Linked DNA regions of Mustela erminea: region 2 is linked to region 1. Evidence: chromatin contacts called from public Hi-C data. All regions are on one chromosome and are shown on one strand. Each heading gives the region's core, a stretch centred on a gene start, on an enhancer-like site or on the middle of the called end of the contact. The rest is flanking DNA. Distances are from core to core; before and after follow the strand shown.

The links. A called contact is a pair of places that touch in the nucleus more often than the background predicts.
Region 2: a Hi-C map of spleen shows a contact between it and region 1, with 6 times the contacts expected there. The contact joins the enhancer-like site here to the promoter of CCDC112 in region 1. A contact is called at or near these places in 3 of 3 Hi-C or Micro-C datasets (fibroblasts, skeletal muscle and spleen).

Annotation. Positions count from the first base shown.
Region 1 is chr3:17,528,357-17,533,552 of mMusErm1.Pri, forward strand. It overlaps CCDC112 (coiled-coil domain-containing protein 112), which reads right to left and starts at 2,475. Exons shown (of 9, transcript XM_032335392.1): 1 at 2,109-2,475. The coding sequence starts at 2,225.
Region 2 is chr3:17,809,860-17,815,055 of mMusErm1.Pri, forward strand. All of the region lies in intron 3 of LOC116587166, which reads right to left. Among named protein-coding and RNA genes, the nearest start is that of FEM1C, 48 kb to the left of the region's middle. Within about 2 kb of position 2,667, the one cell type or tissue checked has open chromatin away from gene starts, as enhancers often do. A contact at or near this core is called in fibroblasts, where this site is marked.

The DNA of each region.
Region 1 (5,196 bases), core at 1,225-3,724:
TTGCCTTCCCTAAAATGATGAAACACAGAAAGGAGGGTGTTTCAAGCTCAACACTCCCAACATTTTGGACTGGATAATCTTTGTTGTTGTTGTTGTTGGGTGGCTGTCTTTCAGCTTCTACCCACTAGATGCTAGTAGCATATGCAACCCATCTCCACCCCAGTCCCAACAACCAAAAACATCTCCAGACATTGCTAAATGTTGGGAACAGATAAAACATCTGAAATGGCTCCACAGGTGATTTTGATCCAAGCCCTGGAAGGGTAAACCTCTGAGGACCACCCGAAGGGAGTGATAAAAAGGTTCATTAATAACAATATTATGCAACCTGTGAGAAACGCAAACCAGGAGGCAAAACATGGTTATAAGAATTTAGAGAACAAATCGATTTGAACTAGAGTAAGCCAGAAAGGTTTCAGGGAGAAAGCCAGAAAGATGGCTAAACCACTAGGATCATACATCAAACAAAATGTAAAAAATTATTTTTAAAATATTTTATGCATTATCTATTTTTATATATTTTACTTTCTTTTTTCTCCCCCTGAGACATTTGGGCCAGAGTTAGAATAATAAAAAGAATTACAGAGGATGTGTGAAAACGTTTGCCTGAGATGGAATTTCCTGAGCTCATATAAGTAAAGACAGAAAATTGCTATATTCCTTTAGAGGAAGAAAAAGATGGAGGCTATCCTCAGCTCCCAATGGCCTTCCTTCAGGTTTGGATTGATGCTTAAATATTTAGTGAGTGCCTACTATGTTCCAGGACTAAACTCAAAAGTGGAACTGGGAATACAATAGTGAATAAGACTTCCAAAGTTTCTGCCTTCATACAACTTACGTTCCTATGAGGGGGGTGGAGGTGTGGGGAAAGATGAAAATATGTAATACAGCATACAGTAGTAAGTGCTATGGAGCAAAATAAAACCAGAAAAGGGGATACAGTGGGCTGAGTAAGGGGATTCAGTTTAGGGAGGTCATGAGAAGAATCACTGAGCTGATGGCATTGGAACAAAGATAAATGAAAGAAACGGAGTAAGCCGTAGAACCAAGAGGGAAGAGCATTTCAAGCAGAGGGAACAGCAATTACAAAGCTTATAGGGTAGGAGAGAACCAGGCATGTCTGAGGGTCAACCAGGAGGGGGCTATAACTGCAGCCGACTTAGAGCCAGGGCCTGGAGAAGAGCCAACAGGGAGATGGTGGAGGTAGCACACAGGCCCTGCAGACCATGGTAAGGACACTGGCTTTGACTATGAGGGTTCAGAGCAGAAAGAGTGTCACTGCTGGACTGAATCGCCCTGGCTGTTGGGAATCCTTTCGGAAGGCAAGAGTGTTGGAACAGAAACCAACTAGGAAAGTATTTCCGGCAGGAAGGTATGATGATGTGGACAAAACAGGGGCACTGGGGGTGTTAAGAGTGGGATTCCCGGCTTATTCTGGGTTCTACATAGAACACGGAGGAATTCCCCATGCTTTGGGTGTGGGCTGTGAGACAATGGGAACAGGGAAGGTCTTCGGCTTAAACAACAGGATCCGGCCATTCCTGAGGATCCTGTGGTCCACGCTGCCAGAGAAAGGGGTCGAGGCAGATCTTTGGAAACACATCTGCCTCGGACCACCCCGTATTTATTCCTCCTTGTGTTCCCCAGCGCAGGGGCAATAACAAAGCAGCCACCCATTGCCGGGCACCGAAAGTGTCTCCAACCACGCTCTGTGCCAGGGCCTTCCCAGACGTGAGGACCACAGCTGGGTAAGGTGCCGTTACCAGACCCAGTTTTTGGAGAAGGCACTGAGTCGGGGAGAGGGTATGCTCGCATCGCGAGGCTAGGAAGCGGCAGAGCCAGGGCTTCCACCCAGATCTTCCCTCGATTCCAAAACCACATGGAGGTGGCTTTGCAAAGGCAGCGGAAAGCACAAGCCAACAAAGCACAGCGCCCGGCGTGGGCCAGGCCGCGAGCAAAGGGAGGCTAACGCCGCGCCTCCCGCCTCCGGAACCGCGCTGCAGAGGACACCTGTTCGGCGAGGGCCGGGACCCGGTCCTGCACCCGGCACCCACCTCCCCCTCGGGCCTCCGCCCGCCTCCAGCGGCTTCGGGCCCTCCCGGATTTACCTGTTGCGGCACCTGCGCTGCTCCCACTCCGCTCCCGGTGGCCGCGCCCGCCCCCGCCACAGCCCCGGCTACCGCGGTGGCCGCCGCCGCCACCACGACCGTCGTCAGGGCGGCCATCTTTCCTCGCCCAGCCGCTCGGGCCGCAGCGGCCACCCGGGGCCAGGGGGTTCCGGCCTCGGGAGCTCCTGGTCCTGCAGACCGTTCCGGGCACCGTGGGGCTCCGCGGGACGCAGAGCACAGCGGAGCCAAAGCGTAGGGCGGGGCCGGGGCGCGGGGCGGGGCCGGGGCGCGGGGCGGGGCTCTGACAGGTTGCCGGGCACCGCCCAGCCGGAGTTGAGGGCGGGTAAGGCGGGGCTCTGCCGGGATGCAGGGCGGGGTCGGATGCTGGGCGGGGCAGGAGCGGGGGCGGGGCCGGGGCTCGGGGCGGAGCGGGAGCGCGGGCGGGGAAGAGATGTGGGCCAGGGTCTGTGCGCAGGGTGGGGCACAAGTTGTGTGGGCGGGGGCAGAGAGGGGCAGGGCCAAGTTGTGGGGCGGGGCAGGGGCGGAGTATGGGGCGGGGTCGGGCGGCAAGGCGGGGCTCAGCGGGGATGCTAGGCGGGGCTAGAGTGCCGGGCGGGGCTGGAGGAAGGAGTCAGTCCGCGGTTCAGAGCGGGGCGGGGGCGCAGGCGGGGTCCAGACGTGGAGCAGGGGCGAGAGTAGGGTGGGTCGAGGGGCGGGGCCAAGACGTGGGGCGGGGCCAAGACGTGGGGCGGGGCCGGAGTGCCTGCCAGAGCCACGCCTGGGAGCAGTGTGGGACGGCGTCAAGGCTGGATGCGGGGCGGGGCCGGACTGAAGCCCGAGCCGCCGGAGCGGGGGCGGGGCGTGGGCCCCGGGGGCGGGGTTGGGCGGATTCGAGGCTAGGCGGGGACTGCGTGCAGGGGGGCGGCGATCCGCAGAGCCTCCCTGCGCTGTTGCAGGTTTGTGTCAACTTTTTCCGTGCACTTGTCTACTCTTATGCAGCAAAATCTTTCTAATCCCCTCATTGAGCTCCGGTCCCCCACCCACCTCTTACTGTCAAACTTCCTTGTCTCATATATGCATACAGCTCTATCTATAGATGCCTAAAGATACTTTACGTAACAGAACTTCTTTCTAGGTTTCTACTAAGCGCTGGCGAAACTGGGTGTAAATGAAAAAAGGATTTATTTAAGGGCTTGAACGAGTAACTATTAACTAACACTTTCAAAGACTCGAAAGAGGGCATGGCCCATACTGTCAGATACCAGGGGCAGAAATGCCACACTTGGTCAATAAGAAGAGCTATGTCAAAGATACAGTGACGGGGGTGGGGGCGGGGGTGGTTGGAAAAAAGCCATAGATTACCGCTGCAATTAAAGCACAGGCAACCAGCGGCAATTCGCCTGGTTCTCGGACGCACCGTCTTTTCCTCCCGTATAAAGAAATAGATTCATTCATTCATCCCTTCACTCATTCAATCAATATCCAGCTCCTACTAGATACCAGGCACTGTTCTACGTCTTTAGAAGTCACTGTAGAGTTAGACACGAGTGCGCACGCGCGGACACACACACACACACACACACACACACACACACACACGAGGTTCCTTCTAAGGTTAGGGAATTTAAACAAGTAAACACACGGGTATTTACTGAGCACTTCCTTTGTGCTCTCACTGTTCTAAGGAACCCAGTGAAGCAGGTCCTGCTATTATCTCTTTTCACAGAGAAGGATACAAACCTAGGCTTCTGACTGTGGAGACCATCTGCGTAGAGACGTTCAACAGGCCGCTGGATACGTGCTTCTGGAGCTCAGAGAGAGAGACTAGAGATAAAGATGTGATTCTGGTCTTCATCTGCTTGTAGAAAATATTTTATTTGCAAGTGCAGGGAGGGGCAGAGGGTGAAGCAGACTCCCCACCCTACCTGGGGCTGCATCTCATAATGCTGAGATCATGACCCCAGCCCAAATCGAATCGGATGATTTACCAACTGAATCACACAGGTGCCCCTGCATGTAGAAAATATTTTACATAACTCTGAATGCGCTCACACAGGCGGGATAAACTGAAGTCTAAGAACAGGAGGAGGAGGAGGGAGACTCAGAAGGAGGGGTCCCAGAGAAGGGAAGAAAACCAGAAGTCCATGGGAAAGTGTTTCCACTTACAAAAAGTATTTTGAGGAGAGAATGATCACAGACCTGGTAGGGTTTGCCATTGGGAGGCTCAGTCAGGTGAAAACAGAAGTGCTGCTTGGGTTTGGTAACAGGGAAGCGGTGTCCCTGTTTGGTGAGGAGGACCAAAGCCTCAGGAGAGAGCTGAGGAAGGAGATACTGAAGGTGAAGAACAGAAATGATAGGGGTTTCCATGATTTTGCGATACAGGTGATCAGACAAAGGAGCTGGTTGCTAGAAGATGTGGGATCTTTGCTGGGTCATGTTCCAAGGGGAGGAACAGCGGAGGGCGTCCATGCCCTGGGGTCCGGGACACAAGGGAAAAGGTCAGTCTTTGATAGGAGCGTGGGCTATTCCTGACTGGAGAGTTGCAGCACAAGGTCATCGGTAGATGTGGAGAGAGAAGAAGGCTTGCTCTCCTCTCCCCATTAAGTAGGAGGAAGTAGGCAGCTTGGGTGTATTGCGAAGGTAAAACCTTTCTAATTTATATATGCATTTTGTCCAAAATGAGGTCTGTTGCTATAGCACCGCCTGAGCTCCTGTAACTGTGAGTCTAGAAAAATCTGGCAGCCTCAGGGGAAATCAATCAACAACTTCAGTTCAGTGGTCTCTGCATGGGTCAAAACCAAAATGGATCCTCTAAGGAAAGGCAGGCACGAGTGAGATGCCTGCTGTTTAAGGCTTTCAATGGTTTATTACGATGGAAAATTCCAAGAAGTGATTAAGAATCTCACAAACAGAAAACCAGAGCAGAACTCTGCAATGAGATCAGGCAGCTGCCTGGGTCCTCACGTCCAGACCCCTTTCAGAGATCAGAGCTACAAAATATGGTTTCATTTCTTACATTTTGTATCAACTCTAGTTTAATATCATAGGTTTGTCTTTCCTTAACCTCTTTTGTATTTACATTTCTTCT
Region 2 (5,196 bases), core at 1,417-3,916, 280 kb after region 1:
ACAAAAAAACTACTTATTCCTGGTGCCATTCAAAAAACCTCCAAATGAGCAACTAAACCTCCAAATGAGCAACTATTATTTCCTAATGAGATGAAGGAATTGAAAAAAAAAAAAAACACTGCACATTCCTTTCGGCAAAGTGAACATTTTCTTTCATTTTCTATATTTAAAGGGAAATCTTCTCCAAATCAGGAAGCACATTTTACAAAAATGCTGACTATAACAACAAACTATGTCTTATCAAAATGAGGCTCAAAACAAACATGGTTGTGCATTTTTAATATTAGAGAACTCTAGACGCCAACAAGGGCTTAAAGGGGCCCAGGCTTTGTGGAACACTAGAGAATAACAATCAGTATCTAACAACAACGGGCACCAAAGGTCAGGAGCAAAGGGCTGTTAAAATAGCAAAAAGGCAGTAATCCCAGATAGCATTTCAACAGGGAAGCGAGGTGAGTGAAGGTCGGCAGCCTGTGAGGGTGCAGCCCAGGCCCACTGCAGGCAAAAAGAACAGCAGTGAGGTCAAGGTTACTAGCGGAGTAAGCAAGGACCAAGGGGAGAGCCAAGATCAGAAAAGTTTTTGGAAGTTTGACCACACAGGGCTTTGAAGTCAACGCAAGAGTCCGGTTTTCATGATTTTGATCAGAAGCTACCAGAAAGTTTTGAAGGGAAGTGAAAGTTCTGATGATATTTTTTTAAAAATCACTGCTGTCTGGGGCTCCTGGGTGGCTCAGTGGGTTAGGCCTCTGCCTTTGGCTCAGGTCATCATCTCAGGATCCTGGGATGGAGCCCCACATTGGGCTCTCTGCTCAGCAGGGAGCCTGCTTTCCCCTCTCTCTGCCTGCCTCTCTGCTGACTTGTGATCTCTCTCTCTCTCTCTCTCTCTCTGTCAAATAAATAAATAAAATTAAAAAAAAAAATCACTGCTGTTTGGACAGAGACCATAGAGGAAGGAGAGCAGAAGCAGGAAGACCAAATCAGAGACTTAACAGTCATCTAGGTAAGAGGTTACTGTGGTTTTTGTTGGAGACCGGCTGAGATGTGGTCAGATTGGAGATATTTCTTCAAGGCAGAGCTAGCAGAATTGGCTGGCTGCTTGGATGTTGGGTCTGAGCTAAGAGGACCGCAGGAACCTCGAGTGTGGTAAGGAAGGTCAATGAGGGAGAAACAGAAGGGCGGACTGGGTGCGTGTGGTACCCCCCAGATTCTGTCTGGACATCCTAAATTCGAATACCCATCAGACTTCTAAGCAGAGCTGTTGAGGAAACAGCTAGAAATATGCATCTGGAACTCGGGACAGAAGGAAAGCGAAACACTGGGAGGCACCAGCTTATGGATGTTATTTACAGTCATGAGAGAGGATCTGGGATGGAAACTGCTTTGGGACAAAGTATGGCTAGAAAGAGGCTATGTCCAAGCACGGGGCGCTGCCGCTCGCCCGGGAAACTTCAGCGGCTGGGAAAAGAAACAGAAACCTAGAGACGCAGGAGGAGGGGCCGGGGAGAAGGAAGGAAATGCGGGAGAATGTGGCGGCCTGGAAGCCAACTGAAGAAAAAAAAACATGGAAGACGAGGGAGCAACCACCCGCGTGGTGTAGTAAGGTGAACACCTGCACAGGGTGGTGGAGGCAGCCTGCGAGGAGAGGGCGCAGGAGGAAACGCGAGTGGAACCTGACGCTGCGGAGCAAGGCTTCCATTCAAACAGAGTGCTGCTTTTTGTTTCGTTCTTAAATAAAGGGACGGCTGGGACCTCGCAGGGGACGTCTGGGCGAGGGGGTGTTAAAGGACGAAGAGGTTTAGGAGCAGGTCCTTGTTAAAGAGATAAAAGCACCGCGAGGAGCAAATGACCACAGACCAGGTGCCCGTGACTCCGCCGCCTAAGCGTGACTTCAGGTTCGGCACAGCGGACGCGCGAGCGAGGCGGGCCGGGATCAGGGAGACAGAAAAGGCAGTTACTCGGCTCCGTGTCCGGCCAACACGCTCTTCCGAGCGTTCAAGGGCCTCCTCTCCTGCCCTGACAGAGTCCTTTCCCCTCTTCCGTTCACGGCCGGACAACCGGCTCACAGCGGCCGGTCCGAGGTGCTCTTACCCAAACCCGCTTCTGGCCAAGACGCCGGCCAACACAAAAACCCAAACCGCAAGCGTCAGCATGGGTTCCGCGGGTCCGGCTGAGGCTCGCGCAGGACTTCTCGGCCGCCTGCTTCTGTTCTGAGGTTTTTTCCCCCAGAAACAGGTGTTCTGGTCAGAAGGAAACTGTGAAGCAAAGCAGAGGGCTGCGCGGACTCTCACCACAGAGGGAGAAAAGCGCCCGCCGGCCCCAAGCCCCGCTGCCCCGCCGCCGCTCCCGCCCCGGCGCCCGCTACTCGCCTGCACAGCGGCGGCCACCACCGCGCCCCGCGACTCCCTATTCTTCCTCACCCCACCGGGAGACGCCGCCTGCGGCTACTTCCCGCGCGCCGCCGGGACTGAGGGCGCGCGGCCCCGCGCACAGGCCCCGCCCCTCGCGGGCCCACGCCCACCGCGCCCGCGCGCCGCGGGGAGGGCGCTGTGCCCGGGTCCGGCACGCAGGCCCCGCCCCTCGCGTGCCCACGCCCGCCCCTTCCGCGCACCGCCTGAAGGGAGGGGTGCCCAGGTCGGGCGCGCAGGCCCCGCCCCTCGCGTGCCCACGCCCGCCCCTTCCGCGCACCGCCTGGAGGGAGGTCCAGCGCGCAGGCCCTGCCCCTCGGGTGTCCGCGCCCACCGCCCCCGCGCGCCGCCGGTTGGGCGGGGTGCCCGTGTCCTCCTGGCGCGTTCTTGCGGGTTGGCGCCAGGACGCGAGCCCGCAGAGCGTGGCCCAGCGGCAACCTGGCCCAAGAACCCTCCTGGGTCTTTGCGTGGAGGTACGAGAGGGCCGGAAGTGGTGGAGCGACGGCAGTCGCGTGGGGGGCACTGTCCCCGAGGCCAACAGGCACGCTCCACGCGCTGTTGCTGTTGCTTTTTAATGTCCCCGGGCGTCCTGGCTCGGAGGCGGTGTGTGCGGTCGATGCCAGTGTATCTGCTCCATACAGATCTGGGTGTTGGGATGAGGGTTGCAGCCGCTGCCTTCGCGCATCCCGGACTGGAGTCCCTAAACTCTGAAGGAAGGAATCCCCAGGCTTACCCAAACGCTAAACACTTCCCGAGGTCCTGCCGCTCTCCCGGTCCTCAAGGCTGCCCCCTGGCTTCTTCTTCCCTTTGGGGCCCCTTCACTGACTAGTGCTGTCGTCGGCCACATCCCTGGGGAGGGATGCGTGTGGCGCATCAACCCCTGCGGAAAAAGCTGGTTTCCTCTCTAGGGTTTCTTCCGCCCAAACGAAACAGAATGGAATTCCGCTGAATATGAACGGAGAACAAAAATGCAATCAAAAATCATAAAAAGCTTTATAAAGCCAACTATCTAATTCTACCCTATCTATCTCAAGACCCCAATCCTACTCGTACCCTATCAACTTAGTTCACCAATCCTCACTCCCTGCCAAAATTTCCTCTGCTTGTACTTCACCTGACAATCCTTCATATCACTGCTTTTCAGTTTTTTTACTGAAATACCACTGATGACAAGTTTGACAAACATTTATTTTCCCATTCACCACCACGTGGCATGCATAAATCAACCCTGCGTCACCAGTGTCAAGGGCAAATTTACTTGAAGTGTTCCATTTTATATTTTAAATCGATCCAAATTTGCATTGTTCTTTGTAAATATTCATGTGATATACTAAGAAAATGTGTTAAATTGGCTATGATTTTAATTGGTTTTCTCCTCAAATTATCAAGTTTACATTTCGAGAAAATGCACTAGTCATTTATGCCACAAATATCCGGTATCTTCTCTGTAACCGGCAGGAGGGATATAGCGTCAAGAAGACACACGTGGTTCCAGTCCTCATGGAGATTTTGAAGTCTAGTCCAAAAGAAAGACAAGAGGTAACAACAAGTAAGGCAACTCAAGATCCAGTCATTGGTCATGGTGAATGAATGACTGATACGAGCAAAGTGGAGAAGAGTGCTAATTAAATCAGGGAAGAGATGCCTCCTCCCCACATGTAAAATGTTTTTCTTGTGGCTTCACACCCCTGAAATGTTTGGCATTAAATGCTGTGTTTTCAAGATCTTGAACCTCTGACCTCTTTAGCTTACTGCACCATTTTCCTGGATATCTAACGTATGCGCAGCATACCCACACATAACTAGGTAAGGATGGAAATGACTTGAATATATTAAGGAACTTGACCTGATTGACATTCATAGATTATGGCACCCAATACAATTTTAGGATACATATTCAAGTACACAGGGAACAGTAACAAAATCAGATGGTAACAAAACTAGACCATATTTTTGGCCACAGAGCACATCTCAACAAAGAAAAATCAAAACAAATTAAAAAACTGAAATACAGATTTTGGTCTAAATATTACTAAAAATACCATATATTAGACCTTGTGGGTTATAACTAAAAATATAACTAGAGGGGATTTTTAAAAAAGATTTTGTTTATTTATTTGACAGAGAGAGAGTGCACATACAAGTAGAGAGGCAGGCTGAGAGAGAAGGGGAAGCAGGCTCCCTGCTGAGCAGAGAGCCCCACACAGGGCTCAATCCCAGGACCCCGGGATCATGACCCAAGCAGAAGGCAAAAGCCCCAACCCACTGAGCCACCCAGGTGCCCCTAAAGGAGAATTTCTAATCTTAAAATTATGTATTAGAAACCAAAGCCAATTAAAAAAAAATGAAAAAAAAAGAAAAAGAAAAAGAAAAACAAAGCCAGAGAATCAACTTTCATCCATAACAAGAAATTGGGGGGGGGGAGGGACAGGAAATTAAATTCAAAGGGAGAAAAAAAATGTAAATAATGAAAATAAGGCCAGAAGGCAAAGAAATAGAAAAAAGTAACTGAGGATCAACAAGAGTAAAAGATGGTTCTTGGAAAAGACTAATAGAATTAGTAAGTACTGGTAAAACTACTCAGGGAAAAAAAGGGACAAAAAGGCACAAATCATACTAGAAGTAAAAAGGAAGCACTGCTACACTACAAACTGTAAGAAATTTTAAAAGATTTAAGATATTATTAACAACTTCATTCCAATAAACTAGGTAAAATGAGCTGGGAGAGACAGTTATGTGCCTCTGCCTCTCATGTTCCTGGGTGTCTTGCTGGGTTCATCAAGAAGACCCT